2 separate regions of the Mus musculus genome follow, and region 1 is linked to region 2. A link is a contact called in public HiChIP or PLAC-seq data. All regions are on one chromosome and are shown on one strand. Each heading gives the region's core, a stretch centred on a gene start, on an enhancer-like site or on the middle of the called end of the contact. The rest is flanking DNA. Distances are from core to core; before and after follow the strand shown. Region 1 holds the start of Snx15 (sorting nexin 15). Region 2 holds the start of Ccs (copper chaperone for superoxide dismutase).

Region 1 (3,577 bases), core at 753-3,252, 1.3 Mb after region 2:
TCCAGGAGATTCAAGACCTCTTTTGACCTTTGATCTCACCAGGCTTGTATTTGGTACATAAACATACATACAGGCAAAATATTCATACATATAAAATTAAATAAATCTGGAGCTGGATCGATGGCTCAGGTTAAGAGCACTGGCTGCTTTCTAGAGGACAGAAGTTCTATTCCCAGCACCAACGTGAGGGCACACAAGCGCTTGTAATTCCAATCAATAGGGATCTACCACCCTCTTCTGGCCTCCTTTGGTATTGCATGGAGAGTGCACAGATGTTTTTGTTTTTTAAAAAAACAACTACGTTTTAAATCTTTAAGTAAATAAGCCAGGAGGGGTAGTACACATTTTTAATCCCTAGGGATGCTGCACTGGGGAGGCAGAGGCAAATGGATCTCTGTTTGAGCCTGGTCTACAACACAAGTCCCAGGACAACCAGGGCTACAGGGAAAAAACATGCCTCGAAATAAATAAAGAAAAAAATTAAGTAAATAAATCTATAAAATAAAAAAAGGATCATCTTGTAGGGTGCTGTGGCAAGAGAGAGACATGGAGAGAGAGAGAGAGAGAATGAGAGAGAGAGAGAATGAGAATGAGAGAGAGAGAGAGAGTTCTCTAAAATGTGGGAGGCCATGAGTTCAACCCTAGCACTGGAAAAAAAAAACAACTCTATGCATGTGTAAGGCATGTGACTAGATCTAAAAGGCTAACAGGAAGACATAAGGGTTCTGAATGCCTTGTCATCCTTTCTACCCTCCGGCATCTTCCTAGAGACAATTATTATATTTGTATTTTTTGGCATGAAAAAGTAAACCCCCGGAACACTCTTGACGTATCTAAGACTCTGACTTAGATTGCTTTGGGAGCGACTTGTATGTGTTTGCTTCCTTTTAACAGTCGACAAGCCACTAATCAAACAGTTGCCAAGTTGAAAAAAATTTAAGTACAAGAAAATATATAGTCAGTCTTTCCGCAGCAACCCGGTTTCTCCCATTGGAGACCTCCATAGTTACCTTGGGTAAAATTCTAAAAGCATTCTTTCATGCTGATGTTTCTACGAGCTCATTCTAAGTTTTATTGTTACAAACACCAATTTCAGCTTATTGACTTCCTTATCTGTTAAGACCAGTCTTTTTTTTTTTTTGCGTGAGTTTTTAAAACCACACAAATTATATATATATAATATATAAATAGTATAATAAAATTATATGTGTATATGTGTATATACACACACACATACATTTAAACTTTTAAAGAGCTTTTTTTATAGTTGGTCCTGGTGGTGCACGCCTTTAATCATAGCACTTGGGAGGCAGATGCAGGAGGGTCTCGGTGACTTCCGGGCCAGTCTAGTTTACATCGTGAGTTCGCAAAAGCCAGGGCTGTCTCAAAAAAAGAAAAGATAGATAAATAAAAAGGTGGTGGTGGGGCTTTTACGGATCAAGCAGGGAAAATTACCAAAAGTTACTCTAAGCGATTAGAGAAGGAATATTTAGGTTAATCCGGAGTTTTCTTGCTTTGAGAAATTCGTAGACCGCATCTAGACATCACCAACAACAGAGAGGGGGTACCGGGCCAAGCGCAGAGCCAAGCTCCACAGACTTTAAAAAATGACCCTTAGCCCCGCCCCAGGAGGTGAGGCGCCTTAAATCTTCTGTCTCAGGCGCCTCTTAAAGGGGAAATCTATTTGTGTAGGCCAAACCGCGACCTCCTTGAAGCTCTTTGCCTTTAAGGTACAGCACGGATCCGGAGCTGCTTAAAAGGGTAATGCTCCCCCGCTGGGTCCCACCTCACCTGAGCGGTTACTTTGTACTCTGTGTAACCCTTGGGGTGGGTCCTAGGGTCCGAGACTGTGTAGTGTCGCAGGAAGTCATCCTTCGCTTGGCGCGACATGACAGCGGAGCCGGTCGCCGGCTCCTCCTCCTGCACGTCGCCCCCGCTCCCCGCGTGTTGAGCCTACTGCCACTGCCAGGATCCGGCCTGCGCCCTTCTTCAGGCCCAGGGACCTAGTCGCAAGTGACACAACCGTTCTTGGCTTGGGGGCGTGGCTAAGGGAGTGTCTGACAAGTTCTAGGTCATTGGTAAAGCGGAGTTCTAGGTAGAGACTAAGGATTGGTTGTTTGGGAGAGGATTTACCAGCTGGCATCCTGGCATGTGATTGAACCCACTTCCCCCTAACGTAAACCCTCCTTACAGACCTCCGAAACGTTTCTTTATTTATCTTCTTTACACTCATCCAGCCTCTTATTTATGAATTATTTTAAGCTAAGATCTCTGCTGTGTTGACCAACTTCTGGGCTTAAAATATTCTCCTACCTAAGCCTCCTGAGTATCTGGAACTTCAGGTGCTTGGCATAGGGTCTAACCCATGCAACTTTTATTGTGTTCAAAATGTGCCTAGCAGAGCCAAGTTCCCTGCCTCCCTGTGCGGATTGGGGGGTGGGGGGAACGACACACACTGACATTTTCTGATGCTGAAAAAACTGGATAGTGACAGAGGCTCTGAAATCACAACACTTACACGTATTTGAATTCCCCTTAACTGCTTCAAATTTGGGGAGGTTGGACGTTGAGATGATCTCATGTAGCCCAGTTTGGCCTCAGACTCTCTATGTAGTTGAGGCTGGCCTTGGATTTCTGACCCTCCAATTTCCATCTCCCAAATGCTGAAATCCTTGGTAAGCATTACATTTCCCTCTTGTAACTGCATGCATCTAGTTTTTCATCTATGGAAAGTGGTACCTGACACAGTATCTTCTGTAACAGATCAGATCAAGAGGCATGCTGGCACAACACAGGGATAGCGAAAACCCAACACCAATTGATCAAGGCCAAATTGGTGTGGAAGATTATCACTAAACATAGATTGCAGCACATCCCACCACTACCAGAAATCCCATCTTCAAATAGGAAAGAGTGGATAAAAGAACCATTAAGGGTTGGAGAGATGGCTCAGCGGTTGTGAGCACTGACTGCTCTTCCAAAGGTTCTGAGTTCAAGTCCCAGCAACCACATGGTGGCTCACAGCCATTCATAATGAGGTATGACGCCCTCTTCTGGGGTGTCTGAAGACAGCTACAGTGTGCTGTAAATATAATACATGTAAATATGTAAATATAATAAATAAATAAATCATTAAAAAAAAGAACCATTAAAAAATCTGAGGTGAGATGGCTCAGCAGTTAAGAGCACTGACTGCTCTTCCAAAGGTCCTGAGTTCAAATCCCAGCACCCACATGGTGGCTCACAACCATCTGTAATGAGATCTGACTCCCTTTTCTGGGGTGTCTGAAGACAGCAACAGTGTACTTACATATAATAAATAAATAGATCTTTTTTTTTTTTTAATCTGAGATGTTGGCTGCGGTGGTACATCACACTTTTAGTCCCAGCACTAAGGAGGCAGAGGCAGGTGAATCTCTGTTTTGAGGGCGAAAACAAACAAACAAACAAACAAGAAAATAAACCATTTGTTATAGTTTGTATATGCTCAGCCCAGGGAGTGGTACTATTGGAAGGTTTGGCCCTGTTGGAGTAGGTGTGTGGGTGTGGGCTTTGAGACTCTCCTCATTCTAGCTGC
Region 2 (4,075 bases), core at 1,097-3,596:
GTGTATATGTGTGGAGTATGCACGCATGTTCTTGAGTGTGTGTATATGTGTGGAGTATGCACGCATGTTCCCGAGTGTGGTGTCCACCTGTCTTCCTTAATTGCTCTCCACCTGTTATGCTGAGGCAGGTTCTGTCACTTGAACCCAGAGCTCACTGATTTGGTTAGTCTAGCTAGCCAGCTTGCCCTGGGATCCCTGTGTCTATCTTCTGAGGGCTGGGACCACAGGCGGTCTGTCTGCCACGCCAGTCTGGCATAGACACAGGTGCTGGCAATCTGAACTGGACTCTCACACTGATGCAGCTATCACTTCTACTGACTCAGCCATCTTCCTTGCCCCTGGCAAACACATGGTTCACAGACACAGGCACGCAAAACACCCGTACATATTAAATAAAACAGATTTTAAAAATAAACCTAAAAAAAAAAAATCATCCCAAGCCAGGCAGATGGCTTAACGGATGAACTTTTCGGGTTTGGTTCTGCTTTTTGGTTTGTTTGGGTTTTTTGTTTTTTGTTTCTTTTTGTGCTTTTTTAAAAAAATTATTAATTTTATGTATGTGAGTACATACACACCAGAGAGGGCATCAGATCCCACTACAGATGATTGCTGGAAATTGAACTCAGGACCTCTGGAAGAGCAGTTAGTGCTCTTAGTTGCTAAGTCATCTCTCCAGCCCTGGGTGAACTGTTCATGCTACACAAGACAGCTGGAAGCAGAGAACCAGCTCTGGAGTTGTTCTTGACCTCCACATGCACAAGCCCTCCTCCAAGCACATCATGCACACACTCACTAATAATAAATCAAATAATAGTTCCAGGTCAGGTGTGGTGGCGCACGCACGCACGCACAACTTTCATCTCAGCACTCGGGGGTAAAGGTAAGCAGATCTCTGTGAACTGCAGGCCAGCCTGGCCTACATAGTGAGTTCCAGGAAAGCCAGGGCTATGTGGAGAAAGACCTTATCTCAAAATAAAACAAAACAATCAGTCCCCTCAATCGTCCTCCTAAAACCCCACCTTTGCCTGTAAGCTTTTCTCCTCTTTCCTCTTACAATCCCCTGAAATTGAGTGGGCTCTCACTACAGGCTCAAGACTTGTATCAACTAATTCACTCCTCATGACAACACTGAGCTATGAACACTGTTCAAACACTGAAGAAACAGAAACACAGAAAATAAGCACGAAGCTGTACATCTGTGGAACTATACGCACTGGGGTTCCCCACCCCACCCCTGCCAGTGTCCTGGCTTCAGACTCTCATCTCCTTCTTTCCCTTTGCCACCATGGCTTCCCAAGGAAGTGTTCTAGGAGCGCTCCTTTGCCAAAGCTTATACGATCTTTACCTAAGCATAGGGGTAAACATTTTCCCTCAGAAACCCCCAGTGTCTAATCTATACTGGCTGAAAGGTTGAATGAACATTTAACAGAATCCAAAACAGCCAGTTTCTAGCGTCAGGAAAATGACTCTGCCTTTCATATCTTTCCTCTTCTGCCAGGTCACCCACCTGCAGACCTCCTGGCTTAAAGTCCCTGAATTGGGCCAGGGATGTTGTCTGCTTTCTCAGAACTGTTCTATTTCCCAAGCCAGACCTCAAATGCCCGCCCCCCTCCCCCTCTAGAATGCCCTTGGTAGGAAGTGCTCTATACTCTGGCTAGTTCCATGCTGTTCAGCAGCTGGACAGGCAGTTTGTACTAGAAGAAAGCTCTGGCTAGGCAAAGCTTGAGGCCTATACTCTAGGCTCTGCATCTCCCGGACTCTGAGAAACTTCCTTTCATTCTTTCTGCATCTATGCAACCGGAATACGGCTAAACACAAACCCCTGGCTGATCCCAGAAAGATTGTCTACTCTTACCTGCCACCCCTTTCAGGGTCTTGTGCACAGCATCCACACAGCTCTGACAACTCATCTGCACTGCAAACTCCAACTGTAAGGGAAGCAAGGCCAGGGCACATGTCAGACATGATCCTTACTCGCCACCTCATCCCCTATGTCTCTTTGCACACATTGCACTTGACTTCTCTTCAAATTCCTCCTTTATTATCTCATGAACATTCCAGGATCGCGGTCTTTACCACCAACCCCCCTCCCGTGAGGGGCATCTCCGTCCTAACCCCGGAATTTCACCTCCCCAGGAGCCTGTTCTTTCCTGGCTTCCCAAGATATTGATCACCCCAAGGGCTGAAGTTATGCGAGGCTCCACATGAAGCTTTCACTCACCGCACACACAGTCCCACCGTCCCCCGACTTCGAAGCCATCCTAGCTGTTGTCACTGCCTAGGCCGCACCGAACCGGTAGGGTCCAGAGACCAACACAACTCTACTTTGTGGGATGGGCGGAGTCTCGGAGGCCGCCCTTAGCTCCACCTCCTTGGCGCGTGCGCTCCCTAGGCTGAGGCCTCTGAGCTGTCCGGTAGTGCTACCGGCTGCGCAGGCGCATTGATGCAGTTTCCTTAGTAACCATTTGGCGTCCTCTACCCGCTCAGCCGGAACCACCTGGTAAAGATGGAACCACACAGTCAGGAACCTGACCTCAAGCCGATTTACCACCGGTTGCTGAGTCCGCTGTCGCTCTTCCCCAGCAAGGCGAAGCCTCCTCCAGAGCCTCCGAAGCGCCCCTCTCAAGATGCCACGCCCTTGCAATCCATCCCGCTGGCGAAGCTGAAAGTTGGGCCGCTGTGCCGCCAAGTGTCCAAGCGGCTAGCAAGCAGCGGGCGGGCGGCACGAGTAACTGCCAAGGACCGACTTCGTCTCACTGAGGTTATTCTAGAAGAGCTGAAGTGCAACTGGCGGGAACCTCCTATAGAACCCATTCTGGACTACGAAAACAACCAGAAGCTGCGGCAGCGGCTCGAGTCCTACGTGCTGATCAGTAGTGAGCAGCTCTTCGTACGCTACCTGCACCTGCTGGTGACCCTGCCGACCTCTAGAAGGGTCTTCACTGAATCAGCCACCCTCAGCCGGTTGGCAGTAAACCTTGCCAGGGATTGCACAGTTTTCCTCACCAGTCCTGATGTCTATCGCTGTCTGCTGGCTGATTTTCAGACCCTGCTAAATTTAAAGCACGCCCAGGGAGGCATAGTCAAATTGCGTCCTCCTCCCTGTCCCCCTGGGACTTTCAAGCTCTGTCCAATCCCCTGGCCTCACAGCACTGGCTTAGACCACATGCCGTGCTCTAGCCTCAACCTGAACTACCTTGTCCAACTCAGCCGCCCATATGATTTCCCCAGTGAGCCCGAACCTGATCCAGTGGAAGAGTTGAAATCCATCCCCCAGCTGAAGAGTAGACAGCAGCTCCTCTGGGTGCCCTCCATGATAAAGGATAAAGAAATTGAATCGAGACCCTCACCGATGGTACCACTGCCTAGTCATTCTCCCAGCAGTGAGAGTCACCAATTCCCCACCTCACCAGTCCATTCCTGGCTCCAAAGGGGCCAGTCCATGCCTTGTCTTCATGAGGGGTGGAGTCTGGCAGATGAGTTGTGCCTTCTTCCTCCCTCTCCTCATCCCCTCACCCCGCTGATCTTGGCTTCAGAGAGTAAACCACTGCCATTCCGGGACATAGTGGCTGAGGATCTGAAGCAGAAAATGAAGATCATGAGAATGGAGTGGAGTCGATACTCCCTGCTGGACTCTGGCCTGCCTCCCCTCCTCGGGGTCCTTACCCGGCGCCTAACTGCCCAGCACCACCTAGAGAAACTGCAGCAAATGATCAAAAGCCTGCAGGAGGAAGAAGCCTCCGGAAAGTGGGATCTCCAACCCCCGAGAATCATCCCACTACACCCACAGCCAGTCACTGTTGCTTTGAAGGTACATGATCAAGTTATAGTCCAGGTAGCTACTGTGCAACTCTCTGAAAGATACTTTAACGACTCTTTCCACGTTGAGGGGGCTGGAGTCCTATACAACCATCTGACTGGGGAACTGGATGGTAAAGCCATTGAAGAAATGGATGCGGATCGTCTTGTTGGGAACACCACCGGAGAGGTCTACAAGGAGTTGATGAGCCGAGTCTCTGTTAGTCACTTATCTTTTGAGGAAGGAGACCAAATTGAGCCTTCAGCAGATAAAGAT

Evidence for each region. HiChIP or PLAC-seq counts read pairs in DNA pulled down with a chosen protein or histone mark.
Region 1: an HNF4G HiChIP or PLAC-seq map of pancreatic cancer cells shows a contact between it and region 2. The contact joins the promoter of Snx15 here to the promoter of Ccs in region 2.

What each region holds. Positions count from the first base shown.
Region 1 is chr19:6,126,258-6,129,834 of GRCm38.p6, forward strand. It overlaps Snx15 (sorting nexin 15), which reads right to left and starts at 2,003. Exons shown (of 8, transcript NM_026912.2): 1 at 1,792-2,003. The coding sequence starts at 1,890.
Region 2 is chr19:4,836,976-4,841,050 of GRCm38.p6, forward strand. It overlaps Ccs (copper chaperone for superoxide dismutase), which reads right to left and starts at 2,347. Exons shown (of 8, transcript NM_016892.3): 1 at 2,222-2,347; 2 at 1,856-1,928. The coding sequence starts at 2,260. Ccdc87 (coiled-coil domain containing 87) reads left to right here and starts at 2,391. Exons shown (of 1, transcript NM_207268.3): 1 at 2,391-4,075. The coding sequence starts at 2,507.